Regions from separate parts of the Mus musculus genome. Here all the other regions are linked to region 2. Evidence: chromatin contacts called from public promoter capture Hi-C data. All regions are on one chromosome and are shown on one strand. The core of a region is the stretch at or near the end of the contact, and the rest is flanking DNA. Distances in the headings are between cores, read along the strand shown.

What was found. Promoter capture Hi-C pulls out the DNA fragments that hold promoters and counts their contacts.
Region 1: a promoter capture Hi-C map of pre-B cells shows a contact between it and region 2. The contact joins the promoter of Tssc4 here to the promoter of Inpp5a in region 2. A contact is called at or near these places in 1 of 39 promoter capture datasets (pre-B cells) and 1 of 484 Hi-C or Micro-C datasets (CD4 T cells).
Region 3: a contact with region 2 is called in a promoter capture Hi-C map of pre-B cells. The contact joins the promoter of 5830432E09Rik here to the promoter of Inpp5a in region 2. A contact is called at or near these places in 1 of 39 promoter capture datasets (pre-B cells) and 1 of 484 Hi-C or Micro-C datasets (neutrophils).

What each region holds. Positions count from the first base shown.
Region 1 is chr7:143,067,061-143,071,400 of GRCm38.p6, reverse strand. It overlaps Tssc4 (tumor-suppressing subchromosomal transferable fragment 4), which reads right to left and starts at 2,033. Exons shown (of 3, transcript NM_020285.2): 1 at 1,888-2,033; 2 at 1,551-1,646; 3 at 314-1,465. The coding sequence starts at 1,444. The coding sequence ends at 491. Cd81 (CD81 antigen) reads right to left here. Exons shown (of 8, transcript NM_133655.2): 7 at 4,168-4,254; 8 at 3,471-4,089. The coding sequence ends at 4,027.
Region 2 is chr7:139,387,331-139,391,639 of GRCm38.p6, reverse strand. It overlaps Inpp5a (inositol polyphosphate-5-phosphatase A), which reads right to left and starts at 2,531. Exons shown (of 16, transcript NM_001127363.1): 1 at 2,176-2,531. The coding sequence starts at 2,250. It overlaps Gm46004 (a long non-coding RNA gene), which reads left to right and starts at 2,493. Exons shown (of 2, transcript XR_001778314.2): 1 at 2,493-3,074.
Region 3 is chr7:135,650,008-135,654,308 of GRCm38.p6, reverse strand. It overlaps 5830432E09Rik (RIKEN cDNA 5830432E09 gene), which reads left to right and starts at 1,995. Exons shown (of 3, transcript NR_015548.1): 1 at 1,995-2,519; 2 at 3,299-3,465. Ptpre (protein tyrosine phosphatase, receptor type, E) reads right to left here. Exons shown (of 21, transcript NM_011212.3): 4 at 2,463-2,556; 5 at 2,146-2,219; 6 at 280-416.

The sequences.
Region 1 (4,340 bases), core at 784-3,283, 3.7 Mb before region 2:
TAACCTGTGGTCTGTACAGGCCCAGTGCTGGGGCTGCATTGGTTTCTGGGGGTGGGGGTGGGGGTGGGTTGTGCAGATTATGCTCATTCACTACCATCAGGGGCACAAGGCTGAACACAGCTAAGAGCCCAGTCCCTCTGGGTAGTTTCATCAGTGACAAATGTAAATGACCATGGCAAACCTTCACGGCAGTCCTCACTGGAGTGGGGAAGGCAAGGTGAGGCTGCCAGAGATGCAGTCCTGTAGTTGGCTGCCCAGGACTGTTTGGACAGAACTCTTTGAGTGGGGCCCGGAAAAAGCCACACAATTCAAGAAATATTCCAAACGTTTATTATTCATCCTAAACACTGGGGCACAAAGGCCTTCGAGGTCCCCTGACCCACAATTCCCACAGTCTCTGCCAGAGCGGCTGCACACATCCCCCTACCACAGACAGCCCACACCTTCCCACTTGGACTAGCAGGTGAGGGGTAGAGTGATAGCACTGCAGTCAAACTGAGGGTCCTCTCTCAGACCCCGGCCCCCCAGGGTTACCGTCCCTGTTCCGGAAGTGGTCTCTGCTCCGCTTCTTGCTGCCATGGAAACCAACAGCCTTCACACCTATGGGGCCTGATGAGGACTCAGGATGGGCAGCTTCTGAAGGTACCACCACCTCTGGCTGTCCCTGGTGGCCACTCCATTCCTCAGCCTCAGGTCCAGCGAGATGGGCTAGCTCCACAGCGGCCTCACCCCCCGCACCTGACCCAACCCCCTTCTTTAGGACCCTCTTCCTCTCAGCCCTAGCCTCACTGTCCCTCACTGGTTTGGTGAAGACCACTCTTCCCTCCCCACAGCTAGAGGGGTCCTGGTTGAAAGAAGGCACATAGTCTGTGTGGGACACCTGGCTTCGAGAGCTCAGGAAGGCCAGGGCAGCATCACGATTGCTCTGCTCACTGGCTTCAGACACATCCTCCAGACTGTATTTGGTCCAACGCTCAGGGTGTGACACATAGTCAGGGACTGGGAGTACCCTAGTCGGGCCAGTGTTCCCATGCACTCTGCTCAGGCCCCTTGCTGGAGTCTGACTTGGGGGAGTCACGGGCCGCCTGAAGCTGCCATTGTCACTCACACTGGTTTGGGGAGCAGAGCACGGTGCCTGCCGGGCTGCACTCTCCAGACAATCAAAGATGCTGTGGCTGCGCTGGGAGAAGGTAGAACTCATGCCTCGGAGGTGGAATGGCTGCACTGCAGTGGTGAGGGTGCCCGTGGGGGGCGATGGAGGGTCCTCAGGGCCGGAGTCCTCCTGGCCCTCCTCCGAAAGCCTCTCTGGGGACAACACTTGGACCTCCACACCACTAGGTAAGCTAAGGTCCGAGTCCGAGTCGCTGAGGGAGACGGTGTCAGAAGGCAGGGTGTCATCCTCGGTGGGTTCATCAGCCTCCAGGCCAGCCTCTGTCTCCGCCATACGACCTGACACCCGTCCCACCTGTAGCGAAGCAGTCCCAGTTCCGCCGTGAGGGGTGTATTTAAGGCCTCATCCCTCCCCGTCCTCCCAGGCTCCCGTCTTTCACCTCCACTATGTGTCAAGTGCCTCTACTCACAGCCGGACGGGAGGCCTCGCGAAGCTGGGTGGTTAAAGGGTATCCTAGCGCGCACAGATACAGGAGCTGCAGGTTAGGTGGGGTTAAGGAGAGAGTCAACCATGAGATCATAACAGTGTGGACATACAATAGATGAGCACTGGGAGATGCTGGTGACAGGAGATCTCCATCAGCTGCTTGTCCCATCACGGGCTCTCAGTAAAGCGCAGCCTCTCTAGGTACAAGCGCCACCCGGGTCCGGACGAAGGGCTGGCAGAAACAGGCACGGGAATGCCCTGGCCGCGGCCTTAGGGAGGCCAGTGCTCACCGTTCCAGCGTCCGTACACGCCTCAATACCCTGCCGCCTTTCTCGCAGCGTCCCGCCAGTTCCCCGGGATTCGGTCCTGTCCAGTCTCGCTCGGGTTCCTGGGAAACCGAGTCTCGGGCGATCAGATTTTCGTGGCTTCAGCGCCCGAGAAACTACAACTCCCAGAAGGCAATGGGTTCCCGCCTAATGTCAGCCGGGACTTGTAACCTTAACAAGCGTGCCAACCCGGAGCGCACACGGAAACCCACCCAGAAATGACGAAAAAGGAAAAGGCGGAGCCACGGTTCCCACAATACTCCAGGGCTAACTGCCAATCGCAAAGGGTTGAGGCCTGCAGCTTCGCCTGTCGGAAGCCGTCCCGGCCGGGTCCGACACAAGGAGGAAGTGCGTCACCACGCACTGTGAGCGCCAACCAGTTTCCTAGACATTTCCGGCCCTGGGCGGAAGTGGTGTGGGTCTTGTGCTTTGTTGGCTTTCTGGAGTGAGGCGGGGCCAAGGTCCTGGTTGGCTCTTGGCATGAAGAGACGTAGTGGTCCCTGGGGTGGGTTGGTTGGGGCTTCAGAGATTCGAAGCCGCTATCCTGGGCTCTGCCTGTCTGTGCTTCCTGACGCAGGAACGGACACTTTAGTTGCAGGACGCCGCCCCTACTAGTCAAGGCCACACATAATCCTCCTCCAGGCGTGGGGCTGTTTTCTTGTATCCTTAGGGATCAGAGTCTGAGACACCATGGGGCTGCTGCATGCGCCTCTCCTTTCCTATGTTTCTGAAGCTGTGCAGCAGGCCTCCAACAGCTTTGGCCTGGTGCCCATGGACCTCATAACATAGGATATAAAGGGCTCCTCAGACCAGAAACCAACCAAGCACGGAACAGGTTGCATAGGCGTGGGAGGTAGAGGTGGCGGAGACCTAGAATGTCCTAGTACAAGCTTGGGGTTCACCGACAAATAAGCCTACTGGGAGGCTGCTAGAAGCTGGGCCATGAATCTTGGCTAGGGCGTCTCTCCTCTAGTGGCCAATTAACTATGCCAGCAGCCTGGGGGAGGGGCGCAGACAGGAGACAAAGGGAAAGAGACAGTGGTGGTTGCCCCTGGCGTCCGGGAGGTTGCTTAGCCTGATCCTCAGTTCACAGGGGTAAGTGAACTGCCATCTTGCCTTTTACTTATTGAGACACAAGCCAGAGCCACCCAGCTCCGTGGAATCTTTTCTTGAGATGGATGGGGTAATGGGCTAACCTTTACTGTCTTGTCCCTGAAAAGGAGGGTGTTCTTGCAGCTTATCTCCATCATTCTGTGCTGAATTTCCCTGCTTAGGTGGCTCCTCCTACCCGACTCAGCCTGACCTGTCATGTCCAACAGATGAGTGGAAATGAGGTCAAGGCTGGCGTAAAGTCAGCATTGAGCTCCCAGTATAAGGAGGTACAAATGAGGGAGGACCCATATGGAGTGCTCCCAGGGTCCCAGCCCTCCCCACCCACTGTGTTCCACAGCCTCTATTGGACCTGCTCACCCTGTGCCTGGCAAAGTTCAGAGCTGATGAGCCAGGTCTCTGACACCGCTAGCACAGGAAGAGGTCTGGCAGTCCCATTAGCATGCCTGATTTTTTTCCTCCTTTATTAAATGACTGTTTCAAGATTTAATTACAGTTGAAGGTGACACGTTAGAAAGAATAAGTGCATTGAAGGCATAAGAGGGCTTACAAACCCAGCTCTTGAAATGGAGGCAGGAAAGGAACAAAGATTAAAAAGATGTGAGCAATGTGACCCACAGTGGGTTGAGTGGGTGGGCATGGCCCTCTAGCTAGGCTACAAAGCCTCTGGGCAAGTAGCTGTAGAGGAGGTTTGGCTCAGCAGGCAGAACTCTCCAGGGGTCCCAGACGTACAGGGCCCTGCAAGCCAGGGCCAGCTCCACCCCTACATCCCACATATGCCACCCATGTGTGATGTCAGCTCCCAAAAGGTAACAGGAAAAGTTCAGGACAAAAAAAAAAACTAAAACAAAAACAAAACAAAACAAAACAAAAAACTCAAAAGTAAAAAGACTAAGTGTAGCAGAGTGATACAGAAATATTATATACACAGGCCATGTCCCCCAAGGTGGCCTCTGGTCACTCCAGGGATCCTCTGGTGCAATGCAAAGGGCCTCAGTACACGGAGCTGTTCCGGATGCCACAGCACAGCACCATGCTCAGAATCATCTCAAAGATCTGCAGGAGGGAGGGGCATAGTCAGCACCTAAGGCCCTGGGAAGGATCCCACCCACCCACCAGAGACCCTGTGCTTACCATAATGACAGCTACCACAATGGCTGCAATTCCAATGAGGTACAGCTTCCCAGAGAAGAGCTCATCGATTTTCTGATGACAATCTTGCTGCAGGGATGGCAAGAGCGTGGTTAACCATCAGTGGCTAAGTCACAGCCACCACCCTACTCAGTGACAGGACCTATGTATCACAG
Region 2 (4,309 bases), core at 1,282-3,781:
CATGCCTGTCCCTGGGGACTGGTTTGGAATTAACTTAGGTACAATTCATTAAGACAGACACTCTTTTGCGATATAAATATAGTGTAAAACTTCAGAGAGCCTTAAGAAAACAAGTAAAAATTCAGATACCATGTTGCTAAAAAGTGGGTTAAGGTGGCCATGGTGGTTATACCACCTTTAATCCCAGCAGATGCAGGTAGAGCCATCTGCCTAGTCCACACTCTAAGTACCTGGCCAGTGAGAGCTATGTAAGGGCTCTATACATAAAGAGGGTGAATTAAGTCACCCCCTTTAATATCAGCGGAAAGAAGTATGTACGTATCCAATTGAAACACAACAAAAACTCTAGAACTCAGAAATCAAAAATTACTAGAAAGAATGTTTCTCACAGCAAAATTATTTTCCCTTGGAGATGAAAGTGCCCCACCATGCCTAATTTTCCTGACATTTCTGAGGCTTTGAAGCCACAGCTAACGGATCTGAATCATCCGAACAAAAACCACGCTACAGTGACATGTTACTGGAAGGCCTAGAATAGAGTGCTAAATATACAGGCCCTGGTGGAAAAACGATCACACGTGAAACTACAGCAAGTTGTCCATTGCTTGAGCGGACAGACAGCGCCTCTCTAGCAGGGAACTAAAACACTGGCATGTCTGTAAGTGAAAATAACAAAATATAGCAGTAACGCCTGCCTTTTACTAATAAAAGCCAAGCTTACGCTGACTGTGAACCCAGCTCTGTGAGACTCTTCTCCCATGCTCTCTGCCAGGAAGGAAACAGGACCCTCGCCTGAAATCTACATCAGGCCTGTATCCAAGCCCTGGCACCATCCCGACTGTTCACCTAGGTAAGGGGGTGGGTGGAGAGGGAGGAAGGGGAGTCAGTGGCTCCAAGGTTTCATCTGTGGCATTACCCTTTCTTCTTCAACAAGCATGCCACTTGGAGCCGCATCCTGCTTTATTTGGGTTGGCAGTTTAAGTACCAACAGCGGGGTGGCACCATGGCTGCAATGCTGAACTAGGTCAGCCCCAGCCTGCTCCAGGGAGCTCCCAGTGCCCCAGGCCTCAGCTCCCTTCTGCCTCCCAGAGGAGAAGAAAGCCCAGGGTTCCAGGGTGGGACTGGAGAAGCCGTTCTACAAGATAAAGGCCTTTGGCATCATTTTTGGCCTTGAAGAGCTTTTCAGCACCTTCTCATTTAGTAAACAGGAATATAAAGTCCCCCAAGGCTTGAAGAGAGCTACCTCATTTGAGAACTAGTGCTATTGCAAGTTACATGGCAAAATGAGGTGCCTCACGCCTCAGGCCCCTCAGAAGACAAGACCAAGGGATGGGATATAGGTACCAGGACTCAGATGATGGAGCTCAAGGTTTGGGACTGAGGTCTATTGGGAGGAAGGTTCGGGGATGGGAGATGGGGTGTAGAATTAGAGGCAGGGACCTCACTCTGGGGCCAAGAGTAGGTGTAGGATCTGAGGTTTTAGGGTAGAGACTCAGAGTTCAGGGTCAGTGTGGTATGGGTTGAGAGGAACAGGACCAAAATTTTTGAAAGCTGGGTTTCTGGAACCAGAAATCAGACTTGGGGGATCAGAGTCAGAGACTGGGGGCCAGGGGGTGAATCAGAAAACCTGGGGTCAGCGTATGCTTGGGTTTGGAAGCCAGGACATCCAAGTATCAGGATTCTGGGTCAAAATTCCAGGTCAGTACTTGTGGCTCTGGAGTTCCAAGGCAGGAAAAAGATAGGGATTTGCTGTCTTGGGAGCAAAGCAAGGAACCAGCATCAGGATTCAAGGATCTGGACTGAGTCTGGGTTCCTGTAGTATGGGTTAAGACAGGGGTTCAAAAACTGAGTCTTCGAGTTTGGCCTCGGGTACCAGAAAAGCGGTGTTAAGGTCCCGAGTGTGTAGCTGGAAGTTTCCTGGCCTAGGGTACCCCCCTGCTATGGGGTCAGGGTCTGTCTGGGGCTTGGGAAAATCCTGGTCGGAGTCTCCAGCTGTGGGTAGGGGGCATCAGAGTCACACGTCCCAAAGACAACTGGCCCGGAGTCCGCGGCTATAGAAGACGCTGTAGGGGCCGGAATTTAGGGTCTCCAACTGAAAATGGGGATGTCAGGGTCCCGGGCTGGGAGACTCCTAGCCCGTAACCGCCCCTCCCTAGCCGACGGCGCGGCACTTACGTCGTCGAAGAGCGAGCCCACGTTGGCCGTGACCAGCAGGACCGCGGTGCCGGGGGCGGCCGCCTTCCCCGCCATGGTGCCCGGGCGGAGCGGGCTCTGGACTGGGTGGCGGCGGCCGCTTCCTGCGGGGCCGGTAGGGCTGGGGTCTCGCGGGGCCGCGGGGCGTCAGCTGCGCCGGGGGACAGCACAGGGGCGCATCGCGGGCTTGGCGGGTCGGACCGGGCCTGGCCGGGGCTCCAGCCTCGCGGTCGCGGCTCTTCGCTGCTCCGCGGCCCCGCGCCCGCTCGCCGCCGCGCCTCACAGCGGCCCGCGCGCAGCCATTAGACCCGCCGGGAAAGTTCCCGCAGCCGCCGCCGCCGACTCCGGCTGGGACAAGTCCCGCCCCACAGGAGGTGGGACCCTAGAAGGCGGGGCTGTCGGTCGCGCCGGGGGTGGGGCCTCCCTATGGGGCGGGGCCTGCACACAATCTACAGACTTGGGTCTTAGGCTCCCTGGCTCCGGGTCCACTGGAAGGGCGGGTTCTCGAGCCTGAGTCAGGCTGGGGGTGGGGTTTGTGCAGGGGCGGGCCTGCTCACAGGAGCTAAGCCTAGGGTGGGGCGGAGCCAACACCAGATGGAGGAGGGGAGAGGCGGGCATATGGGGCATTCCTGTCAGTCAGGCCCCTGAGTCCTCCCCTGGCTTTGCCCCGCCCTGCCGCGGTTACGCGCATATTCCACCCTCCACTCCCATGACGTCACGACCCTGTTACCAAAGCGCTTCTTAAAGGAGCCGCGAGTTTGGACGACTACAGCCCGCCTTCTTGTTGGGAGCCCTGGAGATCCTTGGAACCTCTGTCCTGGCCCCCCATCCCCCCCCCCCGATGTGGAACCGGTCTTCAGCCTGGGTCCAGGCCCTCGCCGGTACGGGGAGTCTGACGTAGGCGGACCGTGGGAGGGAGCAGGGCCACGGAGAATTAAGGAGGAGCCTCCTCCAGTCCCAGCTCTGGGTCTGCAAAGAGTGGGTCTGCAGATCAAGTGTATGGGATTTTGCAATTTCCTAACACGTCCACCCAGTTCCTTATATAGGACTTTGCTTACAAAACAGAAAGCTGTTGGCATCCAAAAACAGAAAACTAATAAATCCTTTTAAGAAGCAAGCGTATTGATGTACTCCTGTAATCCCAGTACTCGGAAGTTGTGGCAGGATTGCTATGAGTTCGAGGCCAACCTGAACTCATAGCAACCTAAACTAGCTTGAGACCATACCCCGCCCCTCCCACCTAAAAAAGAAAAAGTTCAGATTAGGTGTTTGGATAGCCAGCTGTGGCCCCCATGCCACACCCAAGGACAGTTCCCAAGGTGGGGGATGTGGTCAGTCCGGGAATTTTAGCCACCAGAGAGAGCTGGAGGTGGGGGGCAGGGAGGTATGCTAGTTAGAAGAACAGAATCAGTCCTACATGTAGAAGGAATCAAGAAATTTCTCTGAGATAGAGTCAGTTGTTCCTGGAGGTGGGACGGGGCTGGTAGGGAACATATAGTGAGCTGGGTAACCCTTGCTAGTCTAGGCCTCCAGAAAGCCCTGTCCAGTGGGGCTGCTGCGCTGTAGCCTGCGAGGAGGCATCCAAAGAAACAGTACTACAGACATACTAGAACCCTGTTTGCAACGACAGTTCTTCTGGTGGGTTCATTCTTTAATTTTGTATTTAGTTTGTATGTATGGTGTGCATTGGTTCAGACACACACGCTACAGAAAACAGGTTGCAATTATCAGTTCTCTTCTTATAGCATGGGTTCTGGGATTTGAATTCGGGTCATGAAGCTTGGTGACAAGGGCTCTTACTCACTGAGCCATCTTGCCCGCCCGCTATAGATGGACTTTTCAGAGGTTAACAACCGCCGGAATTAATTTTAACAGGGCATTTACTTAACGCAATGGATGTGAACATCATCCAGTGTGGAACTAGCATTTAGCAATGTTAATGAGCTTCCCACAGCAAGGCTTTGAAATGAGTATCTGGTGCTTACAGCGCAGTGCCCAGTAACCACATGCTCCCTACCAAGTGTTTCCCAACTCTTGGCACCATCTGAGAAAGAATTCAGAGATGCGACAAAGAAAAGGATTAAGAGAAAGTAGTATTACAGAGAGAAGCCCACAC
Region 3 (4,301 bases), core at 746-3,245, 3.7 Mb after region 2:
CACCACGCACCACATGGTAGAATTACACGTTTATCACAGCTGCTGTCATATCATGGCACCCAATCATGGAGCTGGCAGCAACCCCCAGGAGCGCCAGGCTCAACCATCTCACTTCCTAAGGAACAAGGAGCACCAGTGAAGAGCACTGCACTAGTGACTGGGCTCTCCAGACCCCACTTCTGAGCAGCTCCACAAGTGACATAAAGTCCCGAGTCCCTGGAACTACTGGCTGGGACTGTCCCGCTATTCCTCGCGATGGCCGAGACCTGGGACACTCACATTGAACTCCTCTCGGAATCGCTTGCAGTCATCCGCAGATCTCACCCGGATCTCCTCCTCCAGGTGCTCCACGGGGATGGGGAAGAACTTCTTGGGGCCTGATGGAGATCTGCTCAGCAGCATCACTCTCTGCTGCTCTGTAGGGCCAGGAGCAACAGAGAAGCCACTTAGTTCCATTGCCCATGGCTGACTCATTCCTTAGATGGTCGGACAGCATTCCTGATGGATCTGCACAATGGGAGGGGACCAGTCCTCTCAAATCGCTCGCTCACCCTGGGGCTAACCCAGCTCTGAGCAACTGAATCAAACATCTCCTTCCCAACACACCCTATTTTCAGCAAGTGATGGCAGCATTCCTGTCCATCATAGACATCGTATTCTTGACCTTGCTTGCAAGCTCACCCACCACTCAGCCTTCCCTCTAGCCTATGTTCCTTCCACGCACGGCATGGCAGCTTCATGATACTAGATCCAGAGAAGAGTAATCACAGGGCTCTGGGTATACACTCAGAGCAGATGGGGGGACTGCCAGGATCTCTGTCTTGCAGCCTCCCCTTTTTGGCAATGCATAGACCCGCTTCCTTAAATCACATGCATTACAATGCAGAGAAACAAACCATCTCTGAAGCACGGGAGGAGAGGACACTACAAAGGGCTGCTGGGGACTGGCATTTCTCTCTTCACAGAGAGGGAGCTGGTTCCATAAGATCAGTAGAATAAGTCAGCTGTCACCTTTGCAAAAGGCCCTGTCCCACCTGCAGAGCTCACTGAGACACCCTTCGGCTGCAGCCAGATGAGCTGGTAGAAGCCTTTGCCTTCTTGCCCCTCCCAGCCACACTCTTCCCTCTGCACTGGCTTTTGGGATGTGCGGGGAGGCGAGAAGGGCAGGTTGCAGACTGCAGATGCACCAGACCTGTCTATGCGGATGTGCAGGTCCCCCAAGCCCTGCAATGCTACCGCTCAGCTGAGCCCTCTCTTGCCCATAGCCTTCCCATCTGTGGGGTTGTGTTAGTTCCTTTACTACCTTGGGGGAGTTCTAAAGTGTCGCTTGAGTTCTGACGGCATGCACGTTACCTCAAGGCAGGCAAAGCTCTGCAGGAAGTTAGAACAGAAAGCTGGAACCACTGCTGTGAGCCAGCGTTTTGTGTTTTAAATCGTCACTAAAAACCAGGGGCTCGGCATATATTGGGCAGGTGCTACGCCACTGAGCTGTATCCCCAGGTCCCTTGGCCATTTGAAGATGGATCTTGTTACGTCGCTCAGTCTGGCCTTGAACCTGTGTTGCTTCTGCCTCAACAAGTGCCTTCGAATACTGAGATTAGAAGCCCATGCCACCCCGACTCAGCTAGAGCCTGCACCTTTGAAACCACACAGAGAGGAGAGAAAAACAAGCTTTCATAAGCAGCGTTTACAAGTTAGGACACAGCTGGAATCTAAGTTAGGCATGTCCCCTCACTGGCACTCCTTCTCAAGAGCGATGAGCTCTGGCAGAGCAGTGCCCTTTCCAGCTTGATCCTGAGGTAGTACCGTCACATCTGAACACTCCTCACCATGAGTTAGAGCCCTATCACGGGGTGATTTCAAAGGCTTCAGTGAGAAATGTGACTTGGCAAAGCCCTGCTAAACCGACAGGATATGAGTGGTCTCTTTAAAAAAAAAAAAAAAAAAAAAAAAAACCTCACAAACTGAAATGTCTCAGACATCCGCTCTCTTGCAGGGAAAAAACGACCTCTCACACTAAGTTCCGAAACAGAGATTCTGGGTTACTAGCAAGTGACAGCGTGAGCCCAGGAGGAGCTGGAGAGAGTGGCAAGCTTGAGTGACAGCCCCATGCCTGCCCGCTGTACCAAGCCCAGTGTACAATACCTTGCTCTTCTAAGATCCCGTTAGGCATTTTCTTGTCGTTGCTGCTGACCACGGCCTTCCTCTGCTTCCGGAACCTTAAAGGCACACACAAGATGTGTTAGGTCTCAGCACCGCGGGAACCCCCAAGCCCTGAGTGTGGTGATACCCACCAGGTGAGCCGGGAAAAGTTCTTTCTGCTGCTCATGGCTGAGCTGTGTGGCAGCTCAGGCCTGGCCAGCCGCTGTCTGAGCTGTTTGGGCCCACACCCCCAGCCTCCAGCACACTCATTTCCTCATAGGAGCTGGTGAGAGCACGTCAGCGCCTGGGGACACTCCTACCTGAAGAAGTAGGCTGCAAGCAGGAACAGGAGGAGGAGCAGGGGCAGCAGCAGCCAGGTGAGCAGCGGCTGGGATGCACCAGGGTCCGGAGGGCCTGTGGGTGGGTGGGGTGGTAGAGGGCAGAGACCCCATCAGGACCTTGGGTAGGGGTAAGGACTTCCCCCATGCTACAGTTTAGAAATTATCTCCCTTCAGTTCTTTCCAGGGGACAGAGGAGTGCAATGGTGGGACTTGTTCAAGGACTCTGACGAAGGGTGACCTCCTCGTACCCCAATGTACCCTGCTCTCTCTCTCACACACTCTCTCTTTTCCTTTCCCTTTGGTTTTCAGAGGTAGGGTTTCTCTTCTCTGTATAGCCCTGGCTGTCCTGGAACTCACTCTGTAAACCAGGGTAGCCTTGAACTCAGAAATTCGCCAGCCTCTGCCTCCCAAGTGCTGGGATTAAAGGTGTGCGCCACCACTGCCCAGCCCAGCTATTTCTCTAAGCATCTTTGGCCCAGCCTCTCTCTTCAATGAGGAGGTGGAGGAAGGTGGCTTCCCCTCAGGGTACAGTTGTTGTGTCCCAACCCAGATGAATCAGGAGCACCAGGTATAAGGAAACAGCCCGGTCCCGAGGTTTGATACAGTTATTGAGGAACAGGCACACAATGGCCTGGCTTTTCAGAGCCTTGAATTCTTTGTCATAGAGACTGCTGGCTTCCTGGAACCAACTTGTGCATCCATTCTTCACACCTCCCAGGTCCACCTTCCTCAGAGAGACACATATCCCTACCCTTGCACCGTGCCTTTGGTGTCCTTGTGGTCATCAATTGACCCATTCTCTCTCAACCTATTAGGGTGCCCTCCTATCACCACAAAGCTCCCAGCCAAAAGGCCCCATCAAAAGCCTGCTTCTCCAGTGAATGAGTGTGGCTCCTGTGAACTGGTCCAGAGGAGCTATGATCTGCAGCTGGTGAGCACATGCTATCAGGAGTGAGCCGGTCTCCCATGGGAGGCCCTGGAGGTGAGTAGCTCGATTTCCATCCTCTTGAGTTCCAGAAGTGCCAAACATTGTCCCCAAGCTGAGTGTGTGTGCCAGGGTTCATGTCCTTCCTCCCATGTGCCACCCTGGTCCATAGAAACTCAGCACTCCAGGAAGGAGTTTGAAATGTCATAGTTTCCCCAGTCCTGTGCATGTATGTAATCTACAGGCTATGACCCACAGTCTGCCATCTGTGGCCCTGGCCAAGAGAAGCTGATTCCCAGCATGTCAAGGTCAGGTATATATTAGACTTAATGGCTAGGAATATCTGTCCCTCCCTCAGGGGGATACTCCAAACCTGCCCATTGCCCAGCTGGGGCCCGTTAGGAGCAGCCTGGTCCACGACTTCCACGGCTGTGGCTCCAGGGAAATGGTATACCCTAGACTAGGACCTGTATCAAAGTTTAACCTGGACTGCCGAGAGCTGCCTGGGCCTGAAGGGCAGCGCTAAGCCAATCTCAGGGAGCCCCACTGCTCAGGGTTCCCTGATTCAACTCCATCCATTTTTGGTCAAAGGCCACTAGAAAGTGTGGGCAGTCTCCTCCTTCTTCTCAGGAAATGCTCACTGTCTTTTCTGGGTGTGTCACCATGGTGACAATACCCACTTCTGCATTACCCAGAGCCCAGCCTCTGCTCTGCAGAAGCAGCTACTAAACTGGCTTGGCTACAAGGTCCACTCCATCATAGACAGAGGGACTTCGACCCCGTGAATCCTCCCCTGGGCTCTGTCAAAGTACTCGAGGGTCCAGCCTCTGTGTCCAGGTTCTCGGAGTACAAGCTGCAGTCACAGAAAAATGGGGACCCCACAAGGCATGAGT